2 separate regions of the Mus musculus genome follow, and region 1 is linked to region 2. Evidence: chromatin contacts called from public promoter capture Hi-C data. All regions are on one chromosome and are shown on one strand. Each heading gives the region's core, a stretch centred on a gene start, on an enhancer-like site or on the middle of the called end of the contact. The rest is flanking DNA. Distances are from core to core; before and after follow the strand shown. Region 1 has its middle 8.0 kb from the start of Gm2848. Region 2 has its middle 45 kb from the start of Secisbp2.

Region 1 (3,688 bases), core at 372-2,871, 870 kb after region 2:
GAAGCTGCTGAGTGAGATATCAGGGTATAGTTTTGCCTTTTAAAAGCCCCTTGGTCTAAATATTCAGGGCTACAGGTGGGTCCCTGAAAAATTGAGTGTAGTCCCGGCTCGCTGGAATAGACTTTGAGTTGGCTATAAACAGAGTGGTCATCTCTGGTACATACTCTGTAACATAAGCATGCCACATTCTTATTTTAATACATCCCGTCTTCAACTCACTGACTTGTTCTGAAATTTTTCTCTGCAGCAAAAGTCAGGTCCCAACTGCATCTAAGTAGCAGTCTCTCAGAAGAGTTCCTGGCGATGTTGGTTATATTACAGGGAGATAGGCAACACACGGCAAGATAAAGGCCCATGGGAGCCAATATTAATCTGGCTCATGACCTGTAATAATCGAGCCATTGAAGTTCCAATCAGTCAACCTTGTAAAATGTCTAGCACAAGCATGGCCTTTTAAGAACTCCAGCTGATGGCGCCCACATTTACTTCATGACTCAGAGAGGGCGAGACAGCATCCCTCACAGAACTTGACAAAGGGCTGGTGGGTGAGGCTATAGAGGATAAGCAAGGTGCACAGCCAGCCAGGGTTGTCCTGTGATGCAGATGAAATCATATGAGGTTTGATGCCCAGTTCTGTGGGGTCAGATGTCAGCGCCTGCTACAACTGCATAAACTAGCTCTGGTCTGCATCCGCTGCTTACAAAGTCAGATTGGTCCAAAATCCTTTGTACAGAAGGACAGCCAACTCTTCAGAGTTAATCCTGCATCTCTAAATAACCAGCTAACAGCCAGCACAGGTGTGTCGGGAAAGGCATTTGGAGGGGCACTGTCTGAAACTCCTCCTGGGTGAAGCACACCCCCCACTCCAGGTGACTGATGGAGCTAAACCGGCCCTCACAAGATTTGCTCCTGTGACTGGTTGGGGAGAGAGCCACACCTGGAGCCCTGGAGCCCTGGAGCCCTGGAGCCCTGGAGCCCTGGAGCCCTGGAGCCCTGGAGCCCTGGAGCCCTGGAGCCCTGGAGCCCTGGAGCCCTGGAGCCCTGGAGCCCTGGAGCCCTGGAGCCCTGGAGCCCTGGAGCCCTGGAGCCCTGACTCCTAAAACCATTGTCTGGGCTGGGCTTCCCTTGAGGACATTCCTCTGCCAATCAAATCAGGTGCTAAAGACAGCTGGTATGAGCAGTTTTCATAGTCACGTGGGTGATGTACTTAAAAGTTCGGTTTTTTGTTTTGTTTTGTTTTAAGATCTTGAGAATCTCGTGTAGCCCAGACTGGCCTTGAACTCACCACGTAGCCAAGCATGACTTCAAGCTTCTGATCCATCTGCCTCCGCCTTCTGAGTGCTGAGGTTGCACAAATCATTTATGTGGTGCTGGGGATCGAACCCAGGACTCCAGGAGTTCTAGGCAGACACTCCACCAACTGTGAATCACTTTTGTTTTTTGTTTTTCATAAAATGTTTAAAGTATTGGCTGCTTAGAAGCCTTTGATAATAACTTGCTCACCAGAATGGAGAAGGTCTGCAGTGACTGTGGACACCAGACATCGCTGTGTATGGATGTGGCTTCAGGAAACCAGGTAAAGAAATGTTCGTTCAGTGACCTGAGCATAGAGGTCACATTCAAGCTAAAGAAGGAACTAACCCCAGACCAGCCAAAAATCCCTGCTTGTTCATTATGATAATCTGGCATTCACATCTGAATCCTAGCAACTATGGCTAGACATTTTTTCAAGGTTTTTGAAAACAACCTGTGACATGCACACGTTCTCCAAATGGGCAATTTCGGAGGCAGCAGCCCATACCGAATGCCTGGCAGAGGATGTCACCATGGTGTCATTTAGTCTCACAGTCAGTTCCCCAAAAGCAGAAGAACTTCCATTATGGGCGCATTAATAACTGCTATAAATAGAGCCCGGGAAGAATACAAAGCGGTTATCGTGTCTCGTCATGCGTGAAATGTAAGGACTCTGTTAAAGAGGACAAGGTCTCACTGGTGCCTTCATGTCTGAGCTGGCTCTCCTGGAATGGGATTGCATCCTTGCTGTGTGTTCTTAGCCTCCTTTTGGACAGGGAGCCCTTGTCCAGATGAGACTGGTTTTGCTAAAAGCTGGCAGCTGTTACCAGTTGCTCACTTAGAAGGAAGATGTCTGTCTGGCTGACAGTATAGTGCCCTCTGCTGGATTTCAAGTCAGGTCGGGCAAGGAAAACCTCTAGGAAACTTTCCCTTTCCCTCTCTTTATGTGTGTGTGTGTGTGTGCGCGCGCGCGCGCGTATGTGTGAGTGTGCGTGCATATTTGTACATGTGTATATGTATATGTGTGTATATGTGTATATATGTATGTGTGTACATACACACACACATACACAAACACTGTGCAGGTGCATGTGTGTACATGTGTGCACATGTTTGTGGGAGTCAGAGTACAACCTCCAATGTCATTCCTCAAATGCCTTCCACCTTTTTTTTGAAGGACGGTTGCTCTGTGGCCTGGAACTTTGCCAAGCAGTCTTGGTACTCCTGGAGTTCACCCATCTCCACCTCCACCTCCCTGGCTCTGGAATTACAATCGTGTGTGGCCATACATGGCTTTTGCCCAAGGATTGAAGTCAGGTACACACGCATGTGCAGCAAGCACTCTACACTGAGTGGTCTACTCAACCTAGGTCACTCATTTTTGATAAAGCTCGTGAGACCTATGAGGAGGTCTCCATGGGAGTCAAGTAGGACTGTTACGGTTGGAAAATATCTCACTCTCCACAGCCATAGCTGGGATATTTGAAGGTCAACTGAAGACAAAGATACAGTAGGAGCCCAGCAAGGTGCACAGAGCTCATTCTGAGGCCCTGGTGCCTGCAGTCCCAGTTGCACCTCTTCGCAGTAATGGAGACTCGGAACTTGAAAAAGAGAATGATGTAAGTGGTTGACACACTGTGTTAAGCCTCACCATTTCAACAAAGCTGCTCACCACCTGTACTCCAACTTCCTTTTGAAAGCCGCAAAACTTGAAAGCGTGCAGACCATGGGTATGGGACCCAAGGTCACTGCCTGCTCAGGGGTAGAGAAGAGACGAATCCATTCATTCTCCCCTGCGGGTCCTGATCTTGGAAGAGCTTCCCTAAGTCAGTGCGCATCACAAGGGAGCCTCAGCCAGGAACTGTGGCTGACTAACTCCAATCTCCTTACACCAGGAGATGCTGGCTAGCCCTAACTGTTCCCCCAGCAGAGCGGTTTATCATAAAGATGCCAGAAACCCAGTGTTAATCCCAGAGTTTTCAAAGTGGAAAAAAAAATTCAACATGAAACCAGCAGACCAGTAAGGGAGCAGAGGTCCCGGGAGAAGGGGTCATCAATGGGAAAGCATATTCCCAGAAGAGAAGTTCTTTCATTCATTCCATAGTCACTGGGCATTGCCACAGGCTAAGCATGACTTCTTCCCCACCCCACCCCACACCTGCCCCCTGTGCTGAAGAAGCAAGATGTGTGTGTGGCCGCTGGCCCCCGTCGGGCTGCCATGCCCTCCAGCACCTGTTGGGTGGCCCCATTGTCCTTTCCTGTGGTGCCTCACACTCCCGGAGCTGTGACCAAAGCCACAAAAAGGCAGTTTCATAAGAGCCCTCCGAGTGTGCAGGTCCTTCAATAAACAATTTGAAAGGTGAGAGGCTCACACTGAGAGCTTTAGTCACACACG
Region 2 (3,842 bases), core at 198-2,697:
TACAACCAAGGAATGAACATGAAACACTAACTCCGGGCTTTTGTTGTTTGTTTGTAGATCAAGTTTGTGGTGGGGGGTGAAAACATGTAGGTCACATTGGCCACAAACCCCACACCACAGCACCTGTAAACTTAAATGTGGCATCACTGTAAAACATGAGAGAGGTGAAGAGGTACTTACTCTCTGTTGGTTCTTTAACTATCCAATTCCTTCTGAGTGCAGAAATCAAAGAGAGGGAGAAGGAGCATTAAAAGCAGTGGACGGTGCCACCCCCTCAGTACTGTGCCATCTGGCACTGGGTGGCGGACCCAGAACTGGACCTATGCATCACAGTTGCCCAGGCACGTCCCATCCACAGGTTTCCCAGAGTTCTTTCACCCATGTCCTAGCTAGGGGTTCACTGAAGCTAACAGTTGTTTCTGTCTTGTGCCACCTGCCTCAAATACCTTCATGTGATGGTAGATATTGTCAGCTCAAGACACTCTAAAATCACCTAGGAGATGTGCCTCTAGGCATGCCTGTGAGGTTGGCCATGGTGGCTGGCACACACCGTTAATCCTAGCATTCAGGAAGCAGAGTCAGGAGGATTTCTGGGAACTGGAAGACGTGGTAGTCTAGAAAATTCCAGGCCAGCCAAGGCTACACAGTGATGCCCCCAGAGGAGGGGATGTTGAAACACAAACTGAGCAACACTGCTTCCTGACTATAGGTGCATGCCCCTGCTGCATTCCTCATAGACTCAGACTGTGAACCATAATTAAAACCTCCCCTTGACTCGCTTTTGTCAGGTATTTAGTCATGCACACGGGCTGGGCTCTTCCTGACATCAAGTTAGTGACTACTAAGCCTCCTGGGAAGGATTCTGACCCACCTATCCCCATGGGCTGCACAGTCCCCACAAGTCTGCACTCTGGCCACAAGGGCTCTTTCAAAGCTTCCCTCAACTTCTAGAAACTTCTCTCATACCGTAGCCTCAGATTTCATGAGTTCCCCCATCAGTCACATGCCATTAGTCCAGACAGCTGCTAGTTCAGATGGCATCTTATTTGGCCCTGGCCAGCCTGGAATTTAGACCAAGTACAAGCATGTCTGTTACCTGTGAGGGGAGGCTAAGCTTGAGGCCCTTTCTCTGTCTCTGCCCCCAGGCACCTCATCATGCAGGTAATCGGGACTGCACCTGGAAGTCTTGAGAGATGACGATGTAGCCATCAGTGGCTTCTTAGGACTGTGAACTGAAACAGGCCCTGGGAATGAGGGAGCTGGGCTCTGGACTCTGGGGGGACTAAAGATACTGCTCAAGGATGAGGCTGATGCTCTCAAGACATCATTGTCTGCATTTATGATGGATTCCTAAATTGGAGCAGCAGGAACCCTAGGCACACCCCACCCAGTTCTGCATCTCACTATAAGGGTCATGTGATCTTTAACACACCCACCCCCTGAAGAACCAGAATGAGGAAGTGCCCCAATGGTTGAGGACACTCTTAAAGGTCATGGATATGGGAAACCACTTTCTGGTGTGCCCCTGCCCTCCTTGAGAAAGGGAGGTACCAGGGACTCCCTTTTCCCAGCCCCACCCACCTGGCCACCACAGAGGCCCCCATTAGGAGAAAGGAGCCCCAAAAGTTTCTTTGAGCCCAGATCCTGAAGCTGCCCAGAACCCAGGAGGCCCGGAAAGGAAGCAGCTTTCATTGTCCCCACTACCCCAATTCCTCAGCTCTCTTAGGGCCCCCCGAATCCATACCCCAAACAGGGACTAAATGAGGGGACCCAAAAATGTACAGGTGCTTGCTTAGGAACCCCGCTTGGTAAAAGCAATTTGCTTATGCTGTTCGTAAAGCACCTGAGGTAAGTGTCTTAAGTTTGTAGGGTTTGTGCGCACATGGCATTGGGTGGTACTTTTACGGTGTGGGCAATTTGTAGTGTGGGTGACTTGTGATGTAGGTATTTGGTATAGGTGAGATGTGGTGGTGGTGTGGCTGTGTGCTACACATGGGGTTTGTGTGATGTGTGCAGTGTTTATGGACTGAGTACGTAGTGTGTACATGTATGTGTAGCATGATATATGGTATGGAGTGTGTATGTGGTATGTGTGATGTTATATATGTGGTACACAAAGGAAGCATGTATGGTGTGATATGTGGTGCATGGTGTGTGGCATGTAAGATGTGGTACGTGTGGCATGTGGTACTGGGGGTTATGTGAAATGTGGGATAAATGTGTTGTGTGTGCAGTGGGTAATTATATGTGTGGTGTTGGGGGCTATGTGTGGAGAGTATGTGGTGGGAGTTATGTGTGGTGCCTGGTATATGTGGTATGTGTGGTGTGGTGTAGTGTATGTCACAGTGTGGTGTGTGTTGGCATGGCATGTGCTGTACATATGCCAACCTTTGGCAGCTGGCAGCAGGACAGAATAAACATGCACCTCCCAGTGATATCAGCACACGGGGAAGCAACTGCAGTGTAAGGTCAGACAGTGCAGCGGCTCCAGCCCTCCACCCACCTGGCTGGGTATGGCCGGACCTCAGTGCTGGGCTGCAGACCCGGGCACAAAGACTGGAGGAAAAGTCAGTGCCGGATCCTGCTGCCTTTCCTGGAACTAAACGGGAGTTCCTGCAAGCTCTAGGCTGTAGGCAGCCTGACCTTCCCCACAGCCATGCTTGGGGCAGCTTTCATGTCTTCCCTGGTCATCTCACTTGGGTATGCAGAACAGGGCGTCTGAATTGCCTCATACACTGGGAAAACACTCATCCAATCCAGAGGACATGGAGGTCCTGGGTGGAAGCAGGAGTGGGCAGAATAGTCCTGAGTACAAGCCTTGCTGTCTATCTGACCTCTAATCAACCCTCTAGAGGGGTGAGGCTCCCCCAAGATAGCTCAGAGTCACCAGCAGAGCCAGAGCGGACACCAGGACACATGCCAAGGGACTGAAGAGTCCCTGTTCACCCTCTCTTTAAGTCTTGTGTTCTAAAAACAGCGCACTAGGCCTTTAATCAGCTAGCCCCAAGCCACTCACATAAATCATACAAACAGCTGTTTTAGGAGAGAGAAAAACGCAGGTCAAGGCTCCCAACTTGCTCTGCCCACCTAGCCCTGCCCTGCCCATGTCATTGGGCTAGGAGAGCCAACTGGGGTCTCACCTGGGACAGCTGCTTTGGCCTCCTCAGCAGACCTCAAAGACATACACTGCTTTTTGTAGAAAGGTTACAGGGAGTTGAGTTCAAAACCACATGGCCTCTGCTTCAGATAAGATTGTCTGCCAACTCCGACCCAACCTGCCACCTGCTCAAAGATAGCAGAGGCCCTGGCATGTTCACACCACCAAAGCCCACCCAGCCATCACCAGGCTGGCGGTGCCTTTCCCTAAAGTGCCTTGTCTTGGTGGAGGACAGGACTGAAAAGACAGGCCCCGGGTGTGGTCAAATGTTTGTGGAAAAAAGGACAGGAGAAAGTAGGTAAGGGAGAGTAAGGGTTTGGTCCCATGTCTGCTCAAGACAGAGACTTGGTGCGTGCGTGCGTGCGTGCGTGCGTGCGTGCGTGCGTGCGTGCGTGTGTGTGTGTGTGTGTGTGTAGATGCATGCAAAGGCTTGAGGTGACAGGTTCTGTCAATCAAACCCAGAGCACTGCTAAATGGCTCATCCTGCCAGCTAGCATGCTCTGGGGATTCCATCACCACTTTCTAAAGATGGAATTACAGGTGGGTCACCAAGCCTACCCAGCACTTAGGTGGGGGTCTGGGGATGAGAACCCCAGTCCTTACACTCCCACAGTAAGGACTTTAATCAGTGAGCTGTCTCCCCAGCCTGGGCTCAGTCCGCTCTGAGGGGCATGAGAGGAACTCA

Evidence for each region. Promoter capture Hi-C pulls out the DNA fragments that hold promoters and counts their contacts.
Region 1: a contact with region 2 is called in a promoter capture Hi-C map of the HPC-7 cell line. The contact joins two enhancer-like sites. A contact is called at or near these places in 2 of 39 promoter capture datasets (the HPC-7 cell line and maxillary cranial neural crest) and 1 of 115 datasets of contacts at active chromatin or transcription factors (acute myeloid leukemia).

The regions. Positions count from the first base shown.
Region 1 is chr13:52,563,425-52,567,112 of GRCm38.p6, forward strand. No RefSeq gene overlaps it. Among named protein-coding and RNA genes, the nearest start is that of Gm2848, 8.0 kb to the right of the region's middle. Within about 2 kb of position 1,622, at least 56 of the 459 cell types and tissues checked have an H3K27ac peak or open chromatin away from gene starts, as enhancers often do. A contact at or near this core is called in the HPC-7 cell line, where this site is marked.
Region 2 is chr13:51,695,239-51,699,080 of GRCm38.p6, forward strand. It overlaps a transcript of Sema4d not described here. Among named protein-coding and RNA genes, the nearest start is that of Secisbp2, 45 kb to the left of the region's middle. Within about 2 kb of position 1,448, at least 17 of the 459 cell types and tissues checked have an H3K27ac peak or open chromatin away from gene starts, as enhancers often do. A contact at or near this core is called in the HPC-7 cell line, where this site is marked.